Regions from separate parts of the Mus musculus genome. Here region 2 is linked to region 1. Evidence: chromatin contacts called from public promoter capture Hi-C data. All regions are on one chromosome and are shown on one strand. Each heading gives the region's core, a stretch centred on a gene start, on an enhancer-like site or on the middle of the called end of the contact. The rest is flanking DNA. Distances are from core to core; before and after follow the strand shown. Region 1 overlaps Btbd9 (BTB (POZ) domain containing 9). Region 2 overlaps Dnah8 (dynein, axonemal, heavy chain 8).

What was found. Capture Hi-C pulls out chosen DNA fragments and counts their contacts.
Region 2: a contact with region 1 is called in a promoter capture Hi-C map of adipose tissue. The contact joins two enhancer-like sites. A contact is called at or near these places in 6 of 39 promoter capture datasets (the 3T3-L1 cell line, the HPC-7 cell line, HPC-7-derived erythroid cells and 3 more), 8 of 484 Hi-C or Micro-C datasets (the AML12 cell line, the P5424 cell line, cumulus cells and 3 more) and 3 of 9 other capture datasets (adipose tissue, liver and pancreatic islet).

What each region holds. Positions count from the first base shown.
Region 1 is chr17:30,469,390-30,472,358 of GRCm38.p6, forward strand. All of the region lies in intron 6 of Btbd9 (BTB (POZ) domain containing 9), which reads right to left. Among named protein-coding and RNA genes, the nearest start is that of Btbd9, 110 kb to the right of the region's middle. Within about 2 kb of position 1,597, at least 45 of the 459 cell types and tissues checked have an H3K27ac peak or open chromatin away from gene starts, as enhancers often do. A contact at or near this core is called in adipose tissue, where this site is marked.
Region 2 is chr17:30,656,747-30,659,715 of GRCm38.p6, forward strand. Dnah8 (dynein, axonemal, heavy chain 8) reads left to right here. Exons shown (of 93, transcript NM_013811.3): 10 at 140-247; 11 at 1,223-1,324. Among named protein-coding and RNA genes, the nearest start is that of Dnah8, 31 kb to the left of the region's middle. Within about 2 kb of position 1,510, at least 105 of the 459 cell types and tissues checked have an H3K27ac peak or open chromatin away from gene starts, as enhancers often do. A contact at or near this core is called in adipose tissue, where this site is marked.

The DNA of each region.
Region 1 (2,969 bases), core at 347-2,846:
AAGTCTACACATCACAGAGGAACTAGTAATGCCATGTTGCAAACAAGGGCAGAGTTGCTCTTTCCCTGCTAAGCACAGAACTGTGCACCATTAGAAACGTTTCCAGAAACGTTTCCCGAAACGCCTTCTTCACTTTCCTTCACAACGATAGGGGAAGCATGGGAAGACAGTACTTGCGTCCTCTCTGGACCTGCACTACCCTGGGGTGGCAGACATTTCATCTCACTGCTGATTTGGACAGGGAGGGCAAGAGAGGGCTGGAACACCGGCGTCAGACACCAGGCCCCTCACCTCTGGGGTGCAGATGTATGAAAAGCACAGAATAAGTCGGAACGTACAACTTGATGTACCAAAAATTAAAAATGGAAGCAGAGGGTGGATCAGTGTGCACGGTCTCACAATACAGTTTCAAAGATAATTGGTAATGTTCTCTTCCCCCCAAAGAAAGTGAGGGTTAAATATAGTTGCTCAGTACAAGGACGGCTGGTCTTCAGGATGTGTAAATTATACATTACAGTTACATAACAGGCTAAATCACAGTCATCAACAAAAGAAAATTTGGCACAATTTGTGAATTTTTATGATTCTAGCTCATAAGCAGAGCTTCAAAAAGAAGGAAAAAAGTATTCCCTTGAATCTGCCATGCAAGTAAAACCTTAAAGAGCCCGAGGCAAGGGAAGGGGAAGGTACCCCCAGGAAGACAGAAGGAAAAAGGGGGACCCTTATCTCCATGCGTTATTGTTACTCTAATAAAACAACACTCAGACATTCCACAAAATTAAAACAAAACAAAACCTCAGAAAACCAGGCCATGCCTTTAGAAGCCAACAAACTTAAGGTGACTATGTCAGAGTCACCAAAGTCATATGAAGAACACAGATCCTTTTAAAATATGTACAAAAAAAATCTGAGTAGCTCAAACCAGGGCCTAGGGAAGAACTCCCACACCTCCTAAGCAGATCGGGAGCCACCTAGCCCCACCTGTACTGTCCAGTGCACACTTCAGGGCCAGTCAAAGCATTCAGCTAGGGACATGCTGGGATCGTCCGAGTCTTCTGTGTCAGGTCCTATTCTGACCGAGAAGCTGGAAGTCTCCTCAGGCCTGCTCGATGTTGCCAATTAACATTCATCTGTGACAAGCTCATCCTCTAATCTCCCACGCAGAAACAGCTGCCATTACTCTGCGAATCTATTAAGCAGTCATAGTGGTCGGGATAAAGAACATTAATGGGAAAACAAAGACACATATAAGGAAAGAAGACAGAAGTCATATATGAAGCAGCAGAGAGCAGAGCCACCAGGACACCCTCTCCTCCATCCTGTCAGACTGTGCCCCACCTGCCATCAAATCAGCACAATTTTTTCACTGCACACTGAATAAAAAGCAAAAACTGCTCTCTTTGAAACGAAGTTGGCCTTGTAAGAACTCTCGGAATTCAAAGGTGATACTCAAGGGACTTCCAAGTGTCTAGCATTCCAGAGAAGCCATCAATCGTGATAAAGCTGAAGAGAGAGGACGCCCTAAGCGTGCCAGAGCCGCTGTACTCCACCTCAGTCATATTTCAGAATGACTTCAAGGAGTCGATGCTGACCCAGATCCCCCAGCAGTTTGATGTGTGAGCGCTGGAATGCTGCCAATCCTTCCAACAGGAGATTCCCAGGCCAGACCAAAGTAAACCTGCATATCAGGTGGGGTGGCAAGCACTCCCACCCATAAAGCTCTGAGTCTCAAAGCACTAGGCTAGCTTGCTCTGTGAATCTAACCCTGACCTGTTAACTAAATACCAAAACAATCTGACAAAGCCAAACCCAGTCCTCTCTTGGATCTGCTCCTCCTCCTTCCCCTCTGCCTTACTTCCTGCTCTCCTCTCCTCTTCCTCAGTGCCTGGTCACTTACTTTGGATTTGTGTGGCTTCCCACACTAAGTGTAGGATCCAGCATCCTGAGTAGCCTGAGAGAGAGAGCCTAAAATGGACAGGTTAGAAGTGTAAAAGGAGGCTGCTTCCTGCAACTCTCCAACTAGGAAGAGGAGAAAAAAAAATCAGGCAGATGAATTCATCTCCTTCTCTTTCCCAAGGACAGCTCTAGTTTACCTCCTCCTCTTCCTCCACTCCCTCCTCTCCTCCTCCACTCCCTCCTCCTCTTCCTCCACTCCCTCCTCTTCCTCCACTCCCTCCTCTCCTCCTCCACTCCCTCCTCTTCCTCCACTCCCTCCTCTCCTCCTCCACTCCCTCCTCTTCCTCCACTCCCTCCTCTCCTCCTCCTCACCACAATCCTTTCCAAGCAGACCAGTTGGCAAGACCAGGGCCCACGCTTGCTTAGCAATTTGCTCAGAGCGGCACCCTCATCTCGTTTCTCCACAGCCTTCCAAGCTTCGCTTCTTTTTGCCCGTGACTCCTATACACCTGGACCTGGGCCTCTCAAGGAAAATATCAACAGCTCTCAGTCTCTGCCTCGGGCTGTCTGCCAGAGAACCCAGGATAAGAGCCTAGGTTTAGCGAAATTCATCCCTGATGAAATTAATAAGAAATCATTAAAATGTACACTGCCTAACTATTTAAGAGTCAAAATAATAAATCCTCAGAGAAAGTAAGAATACTGAGTACCAGAAACCTAAAAGGACCAGGGCAAATAAACACATAAAATGTCACCAAACAACAATGTGCTCAGAAAGCCATGACAATTACATACAGAGCCTCTGCAGTCATGCCACCACCAACAACTTCAGAGAACAAGATCAGAGATTTTCATTACAGAATAATGCTAGGCTGGGACTCAAGCCCACAGTGGAACGTCTGCTTAGCATGCAGACAGCCCTGGGTTTCATTCCCAGCACCACAAACTTAAAAACACAAACAAAATGTAAGAGATGCTATCTGTTGCCCATAGAGTTCTCCGTCTTTCTTCCTAACAAACCTTGATAGCACTCTTATGCACCCCATAAAAAGGCTTGGGGGATGCACCCTCTG
Region 2 (2,969 bases), core at 260-2,759, 190 kb after region 1:
CAGAAGACTAAGAATCAGGGTTCCTAAAGTTAACTTGCACTGTTAAAGCATTTGGCCGCAGCGTGTGGTCGCAGCCGTTGGAAGCAAACCGGGATCACGTGTATGATAGAATTTACTTCCTGTATCTGGATGACTTTAGGTTTCCATGGCACACGGGATACAGAACCTGATCAATGCCATCAGAATGATTCACAGTGTGTCGAGGTATTATAATACATCAGAGAGGATGACGTCATTATTCATCAAGGTGAGCGCCTTTGTCTTCGTAGTCATAGTCCTAGTCTTAGTCGGCAGTGGCAGCTGCGGCGGCAGTGGTGTGGTGGTGTGTGTGTTTGATGTTGGCATGCCACAGCAGCCCGGGGAGGTCAGAGGATACTTTGTAGGGTCTGTTCTGTTCTACCTCTCCCTGTGTTCCTGGGAATGAACCCAGGTTGCCTGGCTTGTGAGGCAAGTGCCTTGACTTGCTGAGCCATCTTACCAGCCCACCATGGCGAGTTCTCTCCCTCCCGCTCCCTCTCCCCCTCTGCCCAGGATGTTTCCCAGGCTGGTCTCAAATTCTTTTATGTTGTGGAGGGCAGATGACCTTGAACCTCTGATGCCCCTGCCTCTATCTCCTGAGGTTCACCTGTCTGAAGTGATGGAACCCAAGGTTTTGAGCATGCAGGGCAAGCATTGATCTGTAGTCCTCCACTCAACCATCTTTTTCCCTTTTTAAAAAAAAAAAAATTTTTTTATGTGCATCTGTGTTTTGCCTGTATATGCATTCTGTGTTTTGCATTTGTACGTGCCTTAGTGAGGATGTTGGGTCCTGGAACTGGAGTTGCAGACAGCTGTGAGCTGCCACATGGGTGCTGGGAATTGAACCCCGGTCCTTTGGAAGAACAGTCAGTGCTCTTAACTGCTGAGCCAACTCTCTAACCCTCTCCTGTAACCTTTTTAAGTGGCTGTCATTCATTACTTTGGACTAGGTCAGGACTTAAATGGAAGTGTACTAGACAAATAGAAAATGTGTTTGACTTTGGGAGTCATGACCCCAGGGACAGTGACATAATTGCAGTAGGTAAATGTTTTGGGTTTTCTTTATTTTGATTTCATTTGTGTTTTGTTTGTTGTTGTTTTTAATTTTGTGACTTATGTACTCCACAAATTAATTATTTATCGCATGTATTATGCTTTTAAACGCCATTCACCTATAGCCACTTTGTACCTACCTTTATTTTAGGTGACAAATCAGATGGTAACAGCCTGCAAAGCATACATTACTGACGGCGGAACAAACCATGTGTGGGACCAGGAAACGCCAGCTGTACTAAAAAAAATCCAGGTTTGTAAAAGCGTTTCATTTTTCATAAAGCAAAGCTCTCAACTGGCAGCTCAATCTTGTTCCCTTTGTTCATTCATGAAACCGTGCTCCCTCGGAAGCCGTCACGGAGTAGTGTGGGAATATAAAAGAGGATTGTCATAGTTCACTCTGGTGGAGTCAGAGAGCTGGCTCAGTGGTAGAGAGCGCCGTGAGAATCCGGAACCCTTTGGCTCTGTAGGCGCCTGCACGCATGCGCAATGCTCCCTTCCCCTGGACGACTCAAAGTAACAAAGTATTTTATAAGTCAACAATGAGAAGAGCAAGTTAAAGTAGCAGGAGAAGTGAAAAAACTAACTGAAGTGGGCTCTGACTGGCAGGTGTGCAGTGTTGGACAGCAACACTAACCAGCCCAGAAGAGACCCGGGCAGATGCCCCTCCCCCTGCCCCGCCCCCAGTAGCCTTAGACAAGTACCTGTGCTCAAATTACAGAAGGAAAATAGGAAGCTGAGGCACTTATTCTAGAAGTGTGGAGAAACTGGGCTAAGGATGTAGCTGGATTGGTAGAAAGCTTACTAAGCGTGCATAAACCTCTGGGCCTCCTCTCTGGCATCCCATAAAAGAGGCCTGGAGGCACATCGCTGTTGCCCTAGTGTGGGGTTGGTAGAGATGGGAACATTGGGAATTCAAGGTCAACTTTGGCTACACAGGGAGCTTGAGGCCACCCTGGGCTACATGGGATTCCTGTTCTCAAACAACAGCAACAGAAGGTGAAGAAATGGATGGGCAAAGGGAAAAATAGTTGTGAGGAGGACTCATCTGCCGTTATTCATTGAGGTTGTAGCTATCTCTTCTCCTGCATACATTCACGTGGGACTTGATTGTCAGTCCTGAGAAGCACAGATTCTTTTCCTGGGATCAAGAGCACTAACAGACAAAGAGAAGAACCATCAAACACCGAGAAGCAAAACAGCTCTCAGTAACTTAAGGAATGAGCTCAGGGGCCTCAAGCAACAGGGAGCTACCTTCAGGGAGACATGAACATCTGGACACAGCTTTCTCCCTTTGACAGCAGAGCACAAGCGTTTGGAAGATGCTTTGAAATGTGTCCAGAGACTACACCTAACAAGTGGAGACAAAAACAAAACAAAACAAAACAAAAAAAACCTAACTAGATAAAAAATAAAATAAAAATAAATAAATAAATAAAAGAAACTGCACGTGCCAGGACAGGATCATTTATCCGAAGGGAAGATGAGCTGAGCCAGGGAAGGCTCAGAGTGCCAGAGTGAGCAAAGAAAAAAGTCTCAGAAAAAAACAAACCTAGAAGTGCCCCGGAACCAGTGCAAAGGGCAAGGACAGCCAAGAAATAGGGAATGGCTCTTAGTCAGGGTTCCATTGTGGCTTCGAGACACCGTGACCACGTGTCTCGGAAAGGACATTTAACTGGGGCTGGCCTACAGGTTCAGAGGTTCAGTCCATTATCCAGGCAGGAACATGGCAGCATCCAAGCAGGCATGATGCTGGAGGAGCTGAGAGTTCTACAGCTTCATCTGAAGGCTGCTAATGGAAGACTGGCTTCCAGGCAGCTAGGATGAGGGTCTTAAAGCCCACATCCACAGTGACACACCTACTCCAACAAGGCCATACTTTCTAATAGTGACACTCC